Linked DNA regions of Sus scrofa: regions 2, 3 and 4 are each linked to region 1. Evidence: chromatin contacts called from public Hi-C and HiChIP or PLAC-seq data. All regions are on one chromosome and are shown on one strand. The core of a region is the stretch at or near the end of the contact, and the rest is flanking DNA. Distances in the headings are between cores, read along the strand shown. Region 1 holds the start of REL (proto-oncogene c-Rel). Region 2 holds the start of CCT4 (T-complex protein 1 subunit delta). Region 3 holds the start of XPO1 (exportin-1). Region 4 holds the start of USP34 (ubiquitin carboxyl-terminal hydrolase 34).

Region 1 (2,545 bases), core at 33-2,532:
ATAAATAAATATTTGCTAGTTTATAAGTGATAGAAAGTTCTTTTCATGCTTCATCATATTTTAAAGCACGGAGATGATAAAACAAAACAAAATAAAAAACCGTCTTTCCCCCTTCTTTCCAAAAAGGAAAACAAAACTCGACTTCTGTTTTACAAGTTAGTAGGCACTTCACAGTAAAAATGATCCACTTGGTTGAAGCAACTTTTCCACCTACTACCTATTAAAATACCACTGGTAATTTTTAAAGCCTCACCGCATTTTGCCCAGCTGTCAGCAACAACAGCAATCACCTCTCAGCAACTGATGAGATTAAACTAAAAAGAGCTCTCCTGAGGTCGGAAGGATCCTCCTTCCTGTTCTAAAACGTAAAACCTCCAATTCAATAATAAATCAATTTTTAAATATGAGGATTTCGTCTTCCTTCATTCAGATTCTTCTAACTTCCCTAATCCAAGACCCAAGTCTTTGGGAAGTTCTAAGGTTCCGACGACTACAACGGCATCAAATTACAGAGCTTGACTTTGATTTCACACACAAACCCCGAACTCTGTCACTTTTTCAAAAGCTTGACAGTTTGCCAGCGTCGAGTTTAAAGACACAAAGAGCCACAACCAAAACTGACCCCCCGAAACTCTGAGCAGCAAGACCCTCGGACCCGCTCCTGCCCTCCCGCTGTTAGAGGTAGCCCGCGCGGGAACACACTCACCCGAGGCCATGGCTCTGCTCACCGCGCCGCCCTGCTCCGAGCGTCCGAACCGGAGGCCGCCGCAGTCAGTCAGTCCGGCGGCCGAGGGACCTCTGCCAGCGGGATCCCCAATCCCCTTGACCACCCCCGGGACCTCCTCCTCCTTCCCGCCCTCCTCTGGGTTTGCGGCTCACACCTTCCCACCCGCTTAATTCTCGCGCTCGGGTCACCCGGCGTCGCCAGTCCAGGCTGCGGGAGCCAGGGGCAGGGGGCGGAGCGCAGCAGCAGCAGCAGCAGCGGCAGCCCAGCTCTGGCCGGCCCGAGAGGCAGGCTGCCCGGCGGGAGGGGAATTTCCCCTAGCTGACGTAGGCCCCCTACACCGCCGCCTTCCCCCGGGAGGGGGCGGGACGCCTTGAGACTCGCGCGCGTGCGTCGGCGCTGGGCTGCCCCGTGCCCCGCCCCCTCCCCGGAGCCCCCAAGGGCTTGGGATCCAGTTTGGGAAGCGGGAACGGGGGACCTTCGGGAGCGCAGGGAACGCTGGGACCCGGGAGGTGACTTCCCCCAGCGTGCGAAAGCTGTTGGCTCCTGAGAAATCCCCCTCCTCCAGGATGTTCTTGGGCGCTTGGCTTAAAGTTCAGGAGCAGGTGGGAGGGTGCGGTGACGTCAGGAGGGCCGACCGCCGGCAAGCACTTAGGGGTGGGCCGGGCGCGAAGTGGGGCCGGCCCTCCCGGGCTTGGGGGGGTTTTCGATGGGTGGTTCCCCTTCTTGCACACGCAAATCTCCGCCCCCGCGCGGGCTGGCGGCACAGCGCCGATGTACCCGAGCGCCCTCGAAGGGAAGTGCGGAAGCCGCGGTAGCCGGTGCGCGGTCGTAATTCATATATTTGCATACGGAGACCCCCGATCTTCTTCCTTTGCCTGTCTAAATTGCGAGGGCTCTGTTAACGTACTTTACAAACTAAAACTTTTTAAGCTCTTAGGGTCCGCAATGTGAGTTCGTTGCCTGATGTTCATTGTGCTCAAGATTAATGTGGACACTGCCTTGGGACTGGACAGAAATAGCCCGAGGAAAGAGGGAATGTAACGTTTAGTATACTAAAGGAATCTAAGTTTACTTTGTTTCCTTACTGTGTAAAGGACCTAAGTGTCAGTTTAGTTGCCTCGTTTGTAATGTATTATTATCCTAATTTGATAGGTGAGGCAATCAGGGTTCAGAGACGTAACTTGTCCTTATTTTAGAATGCTAGTAAAAAGAAAAGCACAATTTAAATTCAGGGTTGTCTGACTCCAAAGCTCCAGGCTCTTTCCACTATCCTTTGCTGCCTAAAATAAATATGGAGGAGTAATGGAAAATAGTCTGCCATACAGGTGCCAAAACTGGGGGATCCGGTTGGGGAAATAATTAAAATCTCCTGCCACTCCCAAAATATCCTCTTCACGAAATAAAGTAGAAAAGAATGAAAGTTTTATTATTGAATAAACATTAAACCATACTGTGATGCGTTAAGACGATTGCAAAGACAAAAAAGAAATCTCACTTTATATAATCAGACAGGTACAATCAATTACAAACTTGTCTTTATCCCAAGGAAAAATAATAGGAAGTTACATCTTGGAGCTAAAAGCCAGGGTTTAAACTTCTACAGAAACAGGGAGATGGGGCAACATCCTCCTTGATGTTCACATTTCCAAGAGATAGCTCCAAGGCCCCAAGAAAGATCTTAAAGGGGCACAAAGCTATAAGAGGCTTGTTTAGCTTGCTTGCTTGCTTTTTTAGGGTCCCACTCACAGCATGTGGAAGTTTCCAGGCTAGGGGTCAAATTGGAGCTGCAGCTGCCAGCCTACTCCGCAGCTGCTCAAG
Region 2 (2,545 bases), core at 22-2,521, 990 kb before region 1:
AACACTAATTCCAAATGATACATGAATCCCAACGTTTGTAGCAGCATTATTTACAATAATCAAGATATGGAAGCAACCTAAATGCCAGTTAACAGACCAATGGATAAAGAAGATCTGGTATGTGTGCACAATGGAATACTATTCAGCCATAAGAAATGAAGTTCTGCTATTTGCAACAATATGGATGGACCTAGAGAATATGATGTTAAACGAAATAAAGAAAGATAAACAGTACACATTACCACTTACATGTCGAATGAAAAAAATAAAACAAGTGAATGAATATAACAAAATAGATTCACAGACACAGAGAAAAAACAGACTAGTGGTTACCTCTCGGGAGCAGCAAAATAACGGTAGGGGATTAAGAGGTACAAGCTGGCATGCGTAAAATTACCCAAAGGATATATTGCATAGCATAGGGATTACGGCCACTATTTTATGATAACTTTATTTATTTATTTTTGCCTTTTTAGGGCAGCACCCCAGGCATATGGAGGTTCCCAGGCTAGGGGTCAAAATACAGCTGTAGGAGCAGGCCTGTGCCACAGCCATAGCAAAACCAGACCCTAGCCACGTCTGCGAACTACACTACAGCTCGCTGCAAAGTCAGATCCTTAACCCGCTGAGCTAGGCCAAAGCCGCAACCTCATGGCTACTAGTTGGTTTCCACTGCAACACAACGGGGAATTCCGTATTCCCCATAATAACTTTTTTTTTTTTTTTTTTTTTTTTTGGTCTTCTCAGGGCCACACACGCGGCATATGGAGGTTCCCGGACTAGGCGTCCAATCCCATACTGGCCTACACCACAACCACAGCGGGATCCGAGCCACGTCTGCGACCTACACCACAGCTCACCGCAACGCCGAATCCTTACACTGAGCGAGGCCAGGGATCAAACCCGCCACCTCATGGTTCCTAGTCGGATTCGTTTCCGCTGCTCCATGACGGTAACTCCCTCATAATAACTTTAAATAAAAATTTTGAATCACTATGTTGTACACCTGAGACTAATACAATATTGCAAATCAACTATACCATAATCTAAAAAAGAAAAGAAAAACTGCCACTTCTGCCAAACCTTTCTTCCGACTCGCTTTCAAAATTAGTAAAAACAATAAAATACAGGTCTATTTCTACAAACACCCGCTCAGCCCCACCCACTCGGGCGTGACCCAGGCTACAACACCGCGCCGTCGTTGGGCCCAGCCTGAACTAACGGAAGGGCCCTCACCGCCGAGGAGGAGGGGGGAGTGGGCAGAAGTGGGTGTCCAAACACCTGCCTTTAAAATCGGAGGTGGTACTCTCTGCCTCCTGGGAGGCCACCCACCGGGCCCCTAGCTCCCGGCCTCCGAGCCAACAGACCCCCCCCCCCCCACTTCCGAGCTCCGCGGCGCGGTCCCCCGCACCCGGCGCACTTCGGGCAGCCTGTTACGTCACGCCGGCGCCGCGCCGCCAGGCAGGCTCCCTCCCCCATCTCCTCCTCTGCCCGGCGCCGCTTTCTGGAAGCTTCTTAAAGGCGGTGGGTGCTTTCCGTTAGTGCGCGGCTGGCCACCTAGAATCTTCATCCATCCGTCCATCTCGATCGTATTCAGACCCAACAGAGATTGCCATGCCTGAGAACGTGGCCCCCCGGAGCGGGCCGCCCGCCGGGGCTGCCAGCGGCCGCGGGAAGAGCGCCTATCAGGACCGTGATAAGCCGGCCCAGATCCGCTTCAGCAACATCTCCGCGGCCAAAGGTACAGCCTCCCGGCCTGAGCCGCGGCCTTCCCACGCGCTCTCACCCGGGTGTTGGGTGGGCATGGGATTTTCTGTTTCTTCAAATGATTCCCTCTGGGCCTCCCGTTGCGTAAGTTCAGTGCAGAGAATCTTCTCTGTTCTCAACCCATAATTCCCGACTCCGAGTATGGAGGCTTTTCCAGTTTGTCCCTGCTGCATCCTAGACGCCCATAGTCGTCCAGGGCTGTGCTTCATCATATTTCACAAAGCGGCCGAGGCCGGCAGGCAGCGGTCCACTGGTAGAATGTTGTTTGCACAGTACTTTTTATGTTTTCTTTTCCCTATTAAAGTACTGTTTAAATGAGCTTCTCCGCCCAGCCATTGACCGAGTTTGGGTAAACTCTCCGTGCCTTAAATTGGGGCGTGGCGGTCCCATTGTACTGGGTTCTGGGGAACCAACTGACCCGTCTTGTCAGAGAATAATTGTGAGGCGGCGTTGTGCTTTGCAAGTGCAACAGGCAGGTGGAGAAGAGCTGGGTCCATAGTGGAATTCGAGAAGCCTTTTTTCCATTCAGTTACGTTATTTCGTGGCTTTGTGACCTTTAATCTCTAAGGTTGCCCTACCTATACAATTAGGGAGGAGAAAGATTTTAAGAGGTGTGAGGATTAAGAGAAGCTGGGTTGAGATAGAAAAGACTGGAAGGAAAAAATGAGAGCAGAGGCTTAGAGTTTTTGACCATTATGTGCATTGTGTACAGTGGGTATTTTATTCGGGTTAGAGAGTAAGATGCCTGAAGAAATGAGAGGTGAAGAGTTACCCTGTG
Region 3 (2,545 bases), core at 31-2,530, 660 kb before region 1:
CTATTGGAGGGTGAGAGAGTTACTCTTAAGCAGTGTTTGGGTATTAGCCTTTGTCCACTGTAAGTGAGAATTTGCTGAAGAAAACTGTGATTTAATAAACCATTTATCAACCTCTTGGTGGCACAATGGGCCTACTAAATGTTGGTGGGCTGCTTGCTGTTTCTTCAGCAAAGAACAATCAGTAAAGCTTACTTGGAGGGCACTTGCGGACAAGAGAGACAACCATGTGAAGGGCCACGTGCGTGTGACTTTCATAGAAAATACTACTTGGTGATGATGAAATTTGTGAAGGGTAACTACCCGAAAGGAAAAAGCGAAGGTAAAGGAAGATCAAGGGCAGCTGGCACTCAAGCTTACCCAGCAAAAAGCACAGGATGTTAAACCAATTACAGGGATTACAGTGTCTTAATTTTTAGGAAGAATTGGTTGTTGAAGCAGCCAAATTCCAACCTGGGGAGACGGCGAGTTAAAATTTGAAGGAGACTTGCCCAAGAACTACTTAGGTAACTTTCCCACGTCTCGGAGAGGAGTAAGAGGCGCCAAGGGAGCGTGCCCCATACCTCACCCCAACCTCTCAACATCTCGGCCCCAAACCCGGTCTGGGGCCTACGACTGGCCTCCGTTGTGTTGTTTTCGCTCCTTTTTTCCACCCCGCCCCTCTCCGATTAAAAAAAAACTGGGTGTGCCCTAGTTTTTGCACAGCCCCCATCCGATGGGTGGGGGACAGGTCCCGACCACTGCGGGTTAAGGCCCTGCAGCTAGGCGGGAGCCGGCGGGGGCCGACCAACGCGAGTCCGGGAGTAGCCGAGCGGACGCAGGCGGCCGCGCGCCGCGCTTAAACTCGCGCCTCCACCAGCTCACGAGCTGCGCCCCACCCGCTTCGTCACCAAAGGCGCCCAGCCAATGAACGGGCCGGAAAGGCCGGGCCTGCGGGCTAAGCCCTGGGAGGGGGAGCGGAGGGAGGAGGACGGGAAGTTGAGGGCGGGCTATATTTGATTGACAGACCTCTCGAACCAATCTTCCGCGCGGCTTCTCTTCGCTCTCTACTCTGCTCTGCTTAGCTCTTCGTCCCACCTTCTCCTCTTCCACCCCCCCTCCTCGCTCCTTTGCGACCCGCCCCACTTCCCTTCCCCCACTCTGCGGGCAAATCGCTGCTGGAAAGAGGCGGGGGCCGAAGCGGCGGGCTCGTGTGGAGCCTAGAGCAGAGATTGATGGGCGATATGACCAATAGGAGGTAGGCTGATGGCGCGGCTATGGCTGGAAGCGGCCAATGGGCAAGCGGACTGGGGGCGGAGGCCCAGGTTCCAAACGCTCCGCGGCGCCATGGGCTGAAAACTCAACCGAGATGGAATCTCCCAGTCTGAACCGGTTTCAACCGGTTCCGAGTTTGAGGCACTAGGAGGAGGGGGAGAAGCGGCTGCAGCGGCCGCGGCAGGAGCAGCGGGAGCTACAGCATCAGCAAGAGCAACAGTAGCTACAGCCCCGGCGGCGGTGCCTGTTCCAGTCTTTGCTGCTGCAGTCCGTGCAACCACCCAGAGGGGGAGGGGGGAACCACCAGTCGCTGAGGAGCAAGAGAAGGGGGGAAAGTTTAGGCGAGCCTGGGTGGGGGGGGCCCAGCACCGGAGCCGCGTGAGAGAGGGAGCCGTATTTTGGTAGGGGGGAGTCGGACTGTAACTGGCAGCAGAGCGTCCCCCGACCGTGTGGACTCTACACCCCCTACTCCTGCCGCTCCTGCTGCCGCCTGTGGCTGGAGGGTCCCCCTGGGGCTGAATCTTTGGGACCTGACCCGGTTCCCCTCCCCCTTCCCTCACGCCCCAGCCAGGCGGGAGCATTTATTCCACATATTAATTCCCCTTCTTTTTTTGGGGGGGAGGGTGGGTGTGTGTGTCGGGGGGAGGTGTCCCTGAGATAGTAAATATTGAGCTTTTTTTTTTTTTTTTGCCCTTATCGCCTTCGTTTTTTTTTTAATTTCTTTTTTTAAGGTGGGGAAACTGTGAAACCCACCTTGATTTCCTCCCCTCTTCCCCCCCTCCCCATCTTCCCTCGCCCTAATCCCCCGACAAGGAAGGAAGAAGCAGTTGGTTCAATCTCTGGGTAAGTCGACTGTGTCTTCGGGGCCGAGGGTCGGGCGGCGGCGCGGCCGGGCGGGAGGAGGCTGGTGTGGGGCGCGGCGGCGGCCGCGGGAGACGAGCCGGGGAGGCGGCGGCGGGCCCACAGCACAGCCTGCGATTGAATGGAGCCGCTTCTGCCGCTGGGGGATGGAGGCGGGGAGGCGGCCGCGGGAGGGGAGCGCTTGCTTGGGTCATTCGCGTGTGCGGGTAGCGGTGGAGGAAGGCAAGGAGCGTGATAGTGAAGTGGGGCCCGGCGCGGGAGTGGAAGGGCTTCCCCAGCCCAAGGGGCCGGGGAGAAGTTAGGGTGATTTCAGGAACATCTCAGGAAATTATTAGGAGTGGAAGTTTCCAGAAATATTTAGTGCAGCAGCATTGAAACGTCCGCCTGCATCACGTGGCCCCTCGGTGGAGAGCTTGGGATCGCGGGAGGGAGG
Region 4 (2,545 bases), core at 23-2,522, 580 kb before region 1:
CTGACAGATACTTACAAATACTTATTAAAAGAATATATCAGTTACGAATGTGTTTGCTACAAGTAACGGAAATCTAAGAGTGGCTTAAGGAAAAAAGGTATTCATTTTTCTCACATAAAGGGTAGATAGTTGCTGTGCAATGCATCAGTTCAGCAAAGTCCTATACTTTATCCTCAACTTTAGGTTGGCTTTTACCGTTTGTGGTTTAACCGTTTTAAAAAAAAAAAATCAAACTGGGATGCTGCATTGAGTATCAAGGCCATGTTTCAGGCAGGGCACATCTGCTGAATTTGGCCCTTTTTTTTAGGAATGGGAAATTCTTTCCCAAAGACCCACTCTGCAGATTTCTGCTTACATTTTATTGGCAAGAACTCAAACAATATGGCCAACCCTAGAGAAATCATACTCGATGCTTTAAACCAAACACAAATAGTCCTTGGGGCTTCTCAGAGTCTCACCTGCGACCTGAAAAACAAACAAACACACTTGGGTTTGGAAAGAGATGAGGGGTGGATGGAATGGGCATTGGATGGGCAATGGCTGCTACAGGATCTAAAGTCTGAAGAAACCCATGTTTTGTGGGAAGGACGGGAAGAAAGGAAGATGATGGCACAATAGCTATAGCTTTTATGGATCACCTGCTCGGATGGAACAACTTAAAATAGGTTTAGCAAAAACTTTATAGCATTTATTTCAAGCGGCAGAACGGCAAAGAATACCGGGAAGGTGGTCCTGGCATAGAGAGATGGTGTGACCTAACCTCAACAAAACCTGTGCAAGAATTGCTATTAAGGCCTCCACAGCTGCTCTGGATACATATCTTATGAATATCATGTAGACTACTTCTGGACTTTTCAGTCATATCTCCATATAACGTAATGTTTATAGAAATCAAGAAGTTATCGGTGCAGGGGAGGGAAATTTCCCCAAAGCTGGCTAACTGCGCGACATTAAACTCCAGCTGAGCGCCCCCTTCCCTCCACCTGTTCTTCATCATCCCCTCCCCTTCTTAATACCCGACTTGTTTGCTCTTCGCCCGGGTGGATAATACGCTACTTCAGGTGAAGACTCGCAGCTGGGGAATTCGTAGGGGGCCCTCTTGCGTAAAAAGGAGGAGATGCCAAGCGAACACTCTTCGCTCCGCCATTTCTTGTCACATCAAGGTGTCTTTCTCCTCGAGGACGGATGAGCCGTACAGAGTAGAGAATAGCGAGAAACACGCCTGCAGGTTAAGGCGGCCCCAGGCTGTTCCATTCTCACAAAACCCTGAGGGGAGAGGGCCGCGTGCCCCCACCTGGGCTGCGGCATCTCCTCGGCCGGCTCTCCCGAACCCTAGCCTCCTGAACTTCAAAGTCCGGGAGGGGGACGGGACAAATCAGCATCAAGCCCGCCTCGGAGGCCCGGAGGAAAAATGGCGAAGCGCCGGGCGGGGGACAGGGAGGCGCGAGCGACCCGGCGCTCGCTGGGCCTCCGGGCCCGCGCAGTGGCCGCGGTGGGCGACGCCGCGCAACCGCGACCCGCTCGTTGTTCCGCCATCTTCTCCGACTCACCCGACTCCCCCCGCAGCGGCGCTGGCTTCGCGTTTCCCTTCCGGCCGCTGACTGAGATCCGGGCTGGGCGGGGTGGGCGAGCGCGCGGAGGGGGTGGACCGAGGGCGGGGAGGCCGGACGGAAGAGGAAAAGGAGGGCGGCGAGCCGGCCCCGGCGGGGTGTGGGGCGTGCGGCGTGTGTGCGGAGGGAGAGGTGGGAGGGCGGGAGGCGGAGGAATGAGAGCGCGAGGCACTACTCGTCGGCTCCTTCGCCCGGACGGAAAGAGCCGAGCGCAGTCCGAACGCTCTATTAAAATGGCGGCGGCGTCGGCGGTGGCCGCGGCGTCTGGTCGGTGAAGTGACTCTGCTGCTTCTCTCCCCACCCGCCCCCTCCCTCCCTCTCCCCTCCCCCGTCCTTCCCCCCCTTCCCCGCCGCCGGCGCCTCCGCGCCCCTCCGGCCTGCGCACCTCCCCTCGCCCCCCTCCTCTCCCCCGCCCGCTCCGGGGACCGCCGGCCCCCTCCCCCATTCTCCTGCTCCCCGCCCCGTCCCCACCGCCGCCCGCCCTCGTTGCTTCCCCGCCCCGCCGGCCGGCCGGCCCCCTCCTCCGCCTCTCTCCCCTCCCCCCGCCGGTCGGGATCAGTCAGTGCGATCCGAAGCGGGGGAGGGGGGGGCGGCGGCCGAACGATGTGCGAGAACTGCGCAGACCTGGTGGAGGTGTTAAATGAAAGTAAGTAGCCGCGGCGGCGGCCTGTCCGGGTGCTCGGTTTGGGGGTCCCCGCGTCGCTCTCCGGCCTCCCGGAGCTGCCGCGGCCTGCGGGAGGCGACGGCTGAGCCGGGCGGCGTGCGGGCCTAGCGCCCCGGGAAGGTGCGCGGTGGCGCGGCCGCCGCGGCGCCTCGGGCCCAACCCGGCCCAGTTACCTGGGCGCCCGAGTAGGGGCCGCGGCGGAGCTCTGGTTAGGCCGGGCCTGAGAGGTCTCAGCTCTCGGAAAGTTTCCTCATTACAGGTGTCAATTAAC

What was found. Hi-C and Micro-C count contacts between places; a contact is called where the count stands out from the background. HiChIP or PLAC-seq counts read pairs in DNA pulled down with a chosen protein or histone mark.
Region 2: a contact with region 1 is called in an H3K27ac HiChIP or PLAC-seq map of alveolar macrophages. The contact joins the promoter of CCT4 here to the promoter of REL in region 1. A contact is called at or near these places in 1 of 5 promoter capture datasets (liver), 3 of 47 Hi-C or Micro-C datasets (heart right ventricle, liver and skeletal muscle) and 1 of 2 datasets of contacts at active chromatin or transcription factors (alveolar macrophages).
Region 3: a contact with region 1 is called in an H3K27ac HiChIP or PLAC-seq map of alveolar macrophages. The contact joins the promoter of XPO1 here to the promoter of REL in region 1. A contact is called at or near these places in 1 of 47 Hi-C or Micro-C datasets (heart right ventricle) and 2 of 2 datasets of contacts at active chromatin or transcription factors (alveolar macrophages and skeletal muscle).
Region 4: a contact with region 1 is called in a Hi-C map of skeletal muscle, with 5 times the contacts expected there. The contact joins the promoter of USP34 here to the promoter of REL in region 1. A contact is called at or near these places in 1 of 5 promoter capture datasets (liver), 3 of 47 Hi-C or Micro-C datasets (heart right ventricle, liver and skeletal muscle) and 1 of 2 datasets of contacts at active chromatin or transcription factors (alveolar macrophages).

The regions. Positions count from the first base shown.
Region 1 is chr3:80,910,951-80,913,495 of Sscrofa11.1, forward strand. It overlaps REL (proto-oncogene c-Rel), which reads right to left and starts at 1,283. Exons shown (of 10, transcript XM_005662527.3): 1 at 707-1,283. The coding sequence starts at 716.
Region 2 is chr3:79,923,067-79,925,611 of Sscrofa11.1, forward strand. It overlaps CCT4 (T-complex protein 1 subunit delta), which reads left to right and starts at 1,272. Exons shown (of 14, transcript XM_003125100.4): 1 at 1,272-1,741. The coding sequence starts at 1,615.
Region 3 is chr3:80,253,736-80,256,280 of Sscrofa11.1, forward strand. It overlaps XPO1 (exportin-1), which reads left to right and starts at 1,281. Exons shown (of 25, transcript XM_021087484.1): 1 at 1,281-2,094.
Region 4 is chr3:80,329,625-80,332,169 of Sscrofa11.1, forward strand. It overlaps USP34 (ubiquitin carboxyl-terminal hydrolase 34), which reads left to right and starts at 1,273. Exons shown (of 78, transcript XM_021087495.1): 1 at 1,273-1,877. The coding sequence starts at 1,412. It overlaps LOC102166164 (a long non-coding RNA gene), which reads right to left and starts at 1,610. Exons shown (of 2, transcript XR_002342704.1): 1 at 1,551-1,610; 2 at 345-465.